Linked DNA regions of Macaca mulatta: region 1 is linked to region 2. Evidence: chromatin contacts called from public Hi-C data. All regions are on one chromosome and are shown on one strand. Each heading gives the region's core, a stretch centred on a gene start, on an enhancer-like site or on the middle of the called end of the contact. The rest is flanking DNA. Distances are from core to core; before and after follow the strand shown. Region 1 holds the start of WTAP (WT1 associated protein). Region 2 holds the start of ACAT2 (acetyl-CoA acetyltransferase 2).

Region 1 (3,623 bases), core at 842-3,341, 35 kb after region 2:
TGCTGAAGGACCTACTAACATACAATTTTGACGAGCAAGAAACAAATATATAATGATCTAAACTGCTAAACAATATATTCAAAGGGATTCAATACTACATACAAGACCACAGGGGACCTTGAACGCTTTACTGTACTGTACAAATTGTGACAATGCTCATCTCCACATCATAGGGCTTTTACATATTTTCTGTTTCATCTCTACCAGCTTATTTCTGACAAACAATACACAAAAATATTTTCAGCAAACATGACTCAACGTTGAATTGGAAAAGCTACACATAAAAGAGCCATGTAAAAATAAGCTGTGCCTGGGACACCCTATTATTATTACTTTTATCCTTTAGGAGTTAGACATTCTGGTAGCTTGTACAAATTCTGCCACTGAAAAAGTACGAAAAATACTGAACTTTTAGACTATGTGTCTGCTTAAGATACCTTAAGATCTAAAAGCACTGTAAGAAACACACCTATCCAAACCTGTAAAATGTAACCTCAACCTTATCACAAGCCAACCTGCGGACTTGCCTAATCAGATGCTACTTGAATGAATTAAAATGTATCCACCTTGAAAAGATTTTTCGCTCATAATTTTAAATTACGGTTTTAAATGACCACAACATGTTTATCGTAGAAAACTTAATGGTCAAAATTTTAAAATCCAAAAAACGAGACCGTGTGATGGATCTATGACGTCCACTTATCTTCCGAAGCAACAGAATTAACTAAAACTAGATAAAATAGGCACAAATACAACTTCTAACTGTAACATACTAATCGAAGTATTTCCCTACCAAACTAAACAGTTTTTTTTTTTTTTTTTTTTTTTACATAATCAGCTATGCTAGTCCTTGATAATGTTAAGCTAGTCCTTTGGGATCAACCAACCAAGTGACTTCCTTATCAAAACAAGAACTTGGCCTTTTCCACTACGTGTACACTGACTTATGAAAAAAGGTTAAAAAAATAATGTAGTAACTGTCTCACAGGGATCCAACGTAAGACTTGGATTTCACAAAAATCTGCAAATAATTCAGTTTCTTTCCTCAGAATGCATGCACTCATTTAAAAATGGAAGTCTACAAGAGAACGTAGCTGCAGTAACATCCTACTGCGTGACATGAAATGTAGGGAACGAACGTTTCTTTTTTTCCTTGCTGAACTCGGGAGAGGCCCAAGGGAGGTGGAGGGAGCAACACCGAGGTGAGGAAAAAACGAGCGCCGCCGCTCAGCCCGCGGAGGGCATCCTCCGACCTCCGTGAGTGGCCGGTCTCTCTGGCCGCCGGAGCACCCCTCTCACCCCGGGCCCTGGGGACGGAGGACGGAGATAAAATGGCCTCGACGCGGCGGAAGTGTTCCCCGCTGGCGGGAAGGTAGAGCGGATAACGAGACTGGTGCCGCGCCGGGCCCGAGTGGCCTTTCGGGCCCTGCCAGCCTCTTACCGGCCGGGGGCGGCTGCGCCCCAACCCTCAGCCCCGGAGGTCCCCCGCGGCCGCTCCCGCCAGCCGGCCCGCACCTACCTCTTCAGGCAGAAGCCGCGCCGGCGCCGCCAGTCGCATAGGCCGAGGCCGCGCTGCTTGCCCTGCCGCCCGGGCCCCCCGGGCCCCCGCGCAGCCGGACAGCTCTGGCGCCTGCCCCGCCGCACTCCTAGTCCCGCCGCAACCCCAGCGCTCCCCTTTATTTGTGGGTCTCGCTGCCACAAAATGGCGCTGAGGGAGGAAACCAGGACCCGCCGCCCGGCCCCGCCCCGCCACCGGGCTCCGCTCCGCCCCGCCCCGCCCCACAGCCGGCCCAAACTCGCCGCAGGCCAGCGCCACTGCCTCCCGCCTCCCGCCAGCCTCCCCGCTCCGCCATGTTCGCGTTCTGGCCCACTCACAGAAGAGTCGCCTTTCAGGCGTGGCCGCAGTCACTCGCCCGCCGCCGGGCCCTGCCAGGAGAGGAAAGGTGAAGGGAGGGAGGCCGCCAGCCTAGCCCGATCGGGGCCTCGAGGCGCAATGGAGCAGCTGCTCCCCGGTAATACGCCCCGTCCTTTCCCAGGAGCCTGGCGCGAGCTCCGCGGGCGCCGGAGCTCAGCTAGCGCGGTAAGGGAAGCGGCCGAAGGGAGGGGCGGGCCAGCGAGGTCGGAGGTCAGCCCCGGGGCATCACGGGAAGGGAAGGTGGACGTACTCGCCGGGGCCACCTGCGGCTGCGGGGGCGGCCTCGTGCGGAGGGATCTGGGCGAAGGCGGCCCGTGATTGGCCGCTTTGTGTTCGCGACGCTCATCCGTGATGCTTCCGCGTGCCGGAGAACCAGGTGCCACCTCAGAAGAGAAGCGGTGGGCGGCGAGCCGCGGGCCTTTGCTCTTAGCAGAAGCTCACCTGTAAGTTTTGGGAACTTAGAATCCGATGTCCTCCCTCTCTTCAGTCGTGAGGCGCAGCCTTCTGGCCGCTGGGTTCGTTCCTCCTTGACATCTCTGGAGACGCATCAAGGAGCTATTGTTCTCCGGCGTCGGAGGTTGCGCTGTGTCCGCGGCGCTGAGGGCTCCTTGCTAACTCGAACGTGGGGAAGGCGGCCCTGTGAGGTTTAGTGAACCCAACCAAAGAGGTCCTGCAAGTGGAGTAGACTCCCTGAAGCAAGACTGCCATCTGGACCGCCGAGTAAGGGCGGTGTTACCTGGAGAAGCAGTCTCTAAACACTTACTAGAGGAGCACGTAGTTCTTTTGATTGGTCTGTCCTTAGCCGGCTTTCTCGAACCTGTTCATCCCCAAAGGAGTGTCTTGTAGTAGGGTGATCTATTAGGATTAAAGTACATTCCAGATGGCCATAGTGTGTTCCCAGTGAATCAGATCAGTCTGGAGAAAATCTTTGCAACTTGTATCACAAGAGCGCTAAAAAATTGAAAACAAAAAGTCCAAAAGCCAAAGGGGAAAATGGGGAAGCACATGAACAGATGATTCTCAGAAAAAATAGTCATTTTTTATGTTCTATGTAATTCTGTGTTCCTCATGAACATAGAAAGTCGCTCCACCTCACTTACAATGGAAATACACATTGAAATTGCCTTTCCTGGTGGGAATGGAAAAATGGTTCAAGTTCTGTCGAGTTCAAAATTACTTGTTTTTTCTTATACCTTGAAGTTATACTTCTAACCCTAACCTTATTCTGAAGGTACAGCTCCACACGTGGAAACAATAGGTACACAAGGTTATTGCAGTGCTGTCATAGCAAAAGTTAGGGATAACCCAAATATCCATTAATAGAGAACTGATTGGGAATGGTGCATCCATACAGTAGAATACAGTGCAGCCATTAAAAAGATTCATAAAATAATCGTGTTGCTTTGAAATGAGTCTCAGGTTATATCAAGTATTCACTTAAATACTTAAGTATATTAAGTATTCACGTTATTCAAAAGCAAAAATAAGCATATATGCTTTTATTTACTTAAATATATAAAAATATATTTAATATGAATATTTATATATATATACTTATTTTGGGGGAGGAATTGGAAGGATATCCTTGAAACTTAAAATAGTTACCTATAAAGAGTGGTGGGAAAGAGTGGAGGGGAGACAAGACTTCTCTACTTTGAATTTTTCGTTTTACATAGCCAAAAAGTAAATAAAAAAGAAAACAAAATAA
Region 2 (3,487 bases), core at 521-3,020:
TTTTTAGTAGACACAGGGTTTCACCGTGTTAGCCAGGATGGTCTTGATCTCCTGACCTCATGGTCCACCCGCCTTGGCCTCCCAAAGTGCTGGGATTACAGGCATGAGCCACCATGCCTGGCTGGCCCTGCGTCTTAAGAATGAAAAGGCAGTATAGGTCAGTGGTCTAAGTTCATTCACAAAAAGCATATTAATGAAGCGAAGACTTTTTGTTTGTTTAGAGAAAGGGTCTCAGTCTGTCACCCAGGATGGAATGCAGTGAGTGACACAATCACTGCAGATTCAAACTCCTGGGCTCAAGTGATCCTCCCACCTCAGCCTCTCCAGTAGTTGGGAGGCACAGACCATCATGCCTGGCTAATTATTTTATTTTTTGTAGAGACAGGGTCTTGCTTTGTTGCCCAGGCTGATCTCAAACTTCTGGCCTCAAGTGATCCTTCCTCCTCGGCCTCCCAAAGTGCTGGGATTACAGGTGGGAGCCACCCTGCCTGGCCAAGAAGCTGAGTCTCAAACTGGATAGAAGCTACTGACAGGGCTGGAAGAAGGGGCCACAAGAGGAATCTTAACAGAGGGAACTCTGAGCAAAAGCATGGAGGCAAGAACTTGAGTGAGAGTGTGTGTGTGTGTGTGTGTGTGTGTGCGTGTGCGCGTTTATGGGCTGTTTCTAATAAGCTTGACTTCTCCTGGAATCACTGAGAGTTACCTGCTGCCAAAACATGTCCAAAGATGACCTCAGACACATCTTCTGGAACCACAGTGGCCCTCTTCAAGACTTCTTTGATGACAGTTGCGCCCAGGTCCTGGACAGGAACAGTAGCTAAGGCACCATTGAAGGAACCTGCAGTAGAAAGGCGGAGAGCGCGGACATCACAAACCTGTGGGTAATGTAGAAACCACCGAGGAGCAGCGGGGCCTCATGACGCTGTTTGGCAAGGCCACCGCGAGGAGGCAGTGCCCCTCCTCCCACACGTTCCCACACCTGCTGGTCTGAGCAAAGGTCAAGGTGGGTGCCAGGACTCGCAGTGGCCGAGGGCCAGACAAGCGACCTTCGGAACGGCCTAGGGACGCCGCTGTACCCCTTCTATTTCCCCAAATCCGAACGACTGGATGCGGCCCCATGGTTCCCAAACAAAAGGAACTGGCGGATCAAGGGCTTTGAAAACCATGTGGCACGAAGGAGACGAAGTCGCGACTTCCAGCCATTGTGTGACAGCCGGACCCCAGCCCAAAGCCCTGCTCAGACCACCTAGCAGTTACGCCCCTGCCACAGGCATTACCGATGGCGCCTCCCGGAGTCGGCCAATCAGGGGACCCGCAGAAGAACGCCTTCCTACGCCAACCAATGGGAGACGCAGGCCACGCGATGGCTCTACCCTGGGAGCCAATCAGAGCACGAGGGACGGAGTGCGCACATCGGGAGAGGAGAAGGTGGGGCTGTCGCGCCAGGTCAGGGAACGCGGGAGGCCCGGGGTTCCAAGGATCCCGCAGGTCCTCCAGGCTTGGCCTGAGCGGCTTCCTCCACATACGCTCCTCTCCTACACAAGTCCGGCCCTCGGCGCTCCTGCCGAAGCAGCAGGCGCCTTGGACTCTGCGCGAGGCCCGCCGGCCGCTCACCTATGATGGTCCGCGCCGCCGAGACGATGACCACGGGATCTGAGCCTGCATTCATCCTGCCCACGACCGCTTCTCCTGCCGCCGTCTGCCCTGCGCTGCCTGCAAGTTAGGCAAGGCTCCTCCTCGCAGCCCACAGGCCGCGCCACGGGCGGGACCTGAGGTAGCCCCGCCCCCTGCCCCCCGCCTCCTCGCGCATCCCACTGTGCGCAGGCGCAAGGCCAGAGCCAGGGCGGGCCGAGGCTCGAGGGGCGCAGGGCGGAAGTGAGGTTGGGGTCTGGGGCTGCGGGCAGAACCGGGGACCTCGGACGCATGTGCAGAGCTTCTGAAGACCCCAGTGTTTCTAGACACCCCAGTGTTGGAGTCCCCCGTCTTGACGTTTTGGGCTTTTTTGTTTTAACCTTAGAGTTTTTCGAAACAGTAAAGAGTGGGGTGTGACAAAAGACTCACTCTCGTTCAGCCCGGGACTGGAATCCCACGGGCGAGAATCTCGAGTGAGAGCCCGGCCCGTACGGGGCTTGCTGGGAGCGTCTCGGTGCGAGCCCCCGTGGGTCTGGCGCCCTCTGGCCTTCGAAGATCAGCTCTGGTGGTGAAGGGGTGAGGACGCCGGCAGCGTCTTAACGTCCCACAGTGAAAAGTTACCTTGGTTGACGTTTGGACAGTGAAAGCATATAACAAGTGGGGTCAGTTTTGTTTAAAACCCTTGCTGACTTCCCAGCCTCTTACTGGGCAAAGTTCATAATTTTTCTGAGCTTTCTAGGGTTCTAGGCAAGCTTATCAGGGCCACCGTTACAGCAACTTGTTGGGAACACCTGGATAGTGGAACAAGAAAACTTGGTCACAAAGTCATGAAGGGGAAAACTGTTGACGGACCTGGAGAATCTTCCTGAAGAACTTTAAAGTAGATTGAAAGAATCATTAAATCCTGGAAACCTACATTAAGACTTTGCAGAGATATGTGGATGAGTCAGATAAATCAGAGAAGATAAACTAGAGTGTACGCCCCAGAGGTGGGGCAATAGAGAAGGAAAAAAGTTGCATAACAGTGCAATTTCAGGAGAAATCTTTAGGGTCTGGAATAGTGGTGAAATCAGCTGCCTCCCCTGCTAAGAACTCAGCAGCATAGTTAAGTCTCTTCAGTTATCTTGAATGTGTTTCCTGTCCCCTAACATATCTGAGTCCAAGGAATTCAAGGAATGCCTCCCGTGGCTTTTGCTCTATTCTATCCCATTTTCCCCTTACTCTCTGGCCACTTCTGAGGCTTTGTGGGGTTACTCTGACATCCCCTTAACATGTTCCCCAAGGCTCCTACTTTGCACCAGCTCCCTGGGTAATACCAGTCCTTCCCACAGCATCAGTCACCACCTGTATACTGACAAGTCTGAAATCTTTACATCTAACCTAGTCTCCTAAACTGACCCTCTTCATTTAAATTCTTACAAGCGCAGCAGGTCGGGCACCCTGGCTCACACCTGTAATCCCAGCACTTTGGGAGGCCGAGGAGGGCGGATCATTTGAGATCAGCAGTTTGAGACCAGCCTGGCGAACATGGTGATATCCCATTTCTACCATAAAATGCAAAAATTAGCCGGGCATGGTGGCGTGCGCCTGTAATCCCAGCTACTGGGGAGGCTGATATAGGAGAATCGCTTGAACCTGGGAGGCAGAGGTTTCAGTGAGCCGAGATCACACCACTGCACTCCAGCCTGGGCGACAGAGAGAAACTGTGTCTCATAAATAAATAAACAAATAAAATTTCCTATAAGCACCTCAAATTTGACATTGAAACCAAACTCTTCCAGCCTGTTTCTTCTCTAATCTCAGTGAGCAGTGTAACTATTCTCTGTTAACCAAGCCAGAAATTTACCTCTGAAAC

What was found. A called contact is a pair of places that touch in the nucleus more often than the background predicts.
Region 1: a Hi-C map of liver shows a contact between it and region 2, with 1.6 times the contacts expected there. The contact joins the promoter of WTAP here to the promoter of ACAT2 in region 2. A contact is called at or near these places in 5 of 14 Hi-C or Micro-C datasets (CD4 T cells, cortical neurons, fetal cortex germinal zone and 2 more).

Annotation. Positions count from the first base shown.
Region 1 is chr4:12,281,969-12,285,591 of T2T-MMU8v2.0, forward strand. It overlaps WTAP (WT1 associated protein), which reads right to left and starts at 2,092. Exons shown (of 8, transcript NM_001260846.1): 1 at 1,876-2,092. It overlaps LOC144340253 (a long non-coding RNA gene), which reads left to right and starts at 2,260. Exons shown (of 2, transcript XR_013416149.1): 1 at 2,260-2,358.
Region 2 is chr4:12,246,810-12,250,296 of T2T-MMU8v2.0, forward strand. ACAT2 (acetyl-CoA acetyltransferase 2) reads right to left here and starts at 1,771. Exons shown (of 9, transcript XM_015137627.3): 1 at 1,615-1,771; 2 at 704-838. The coding sequence starts at 1,669. TCP1 (t-complex 1) reads left to right here. Exons shown (of 20, transcript NM_001257728.1): 19 at 703-836; 20 at 1,613-1,780.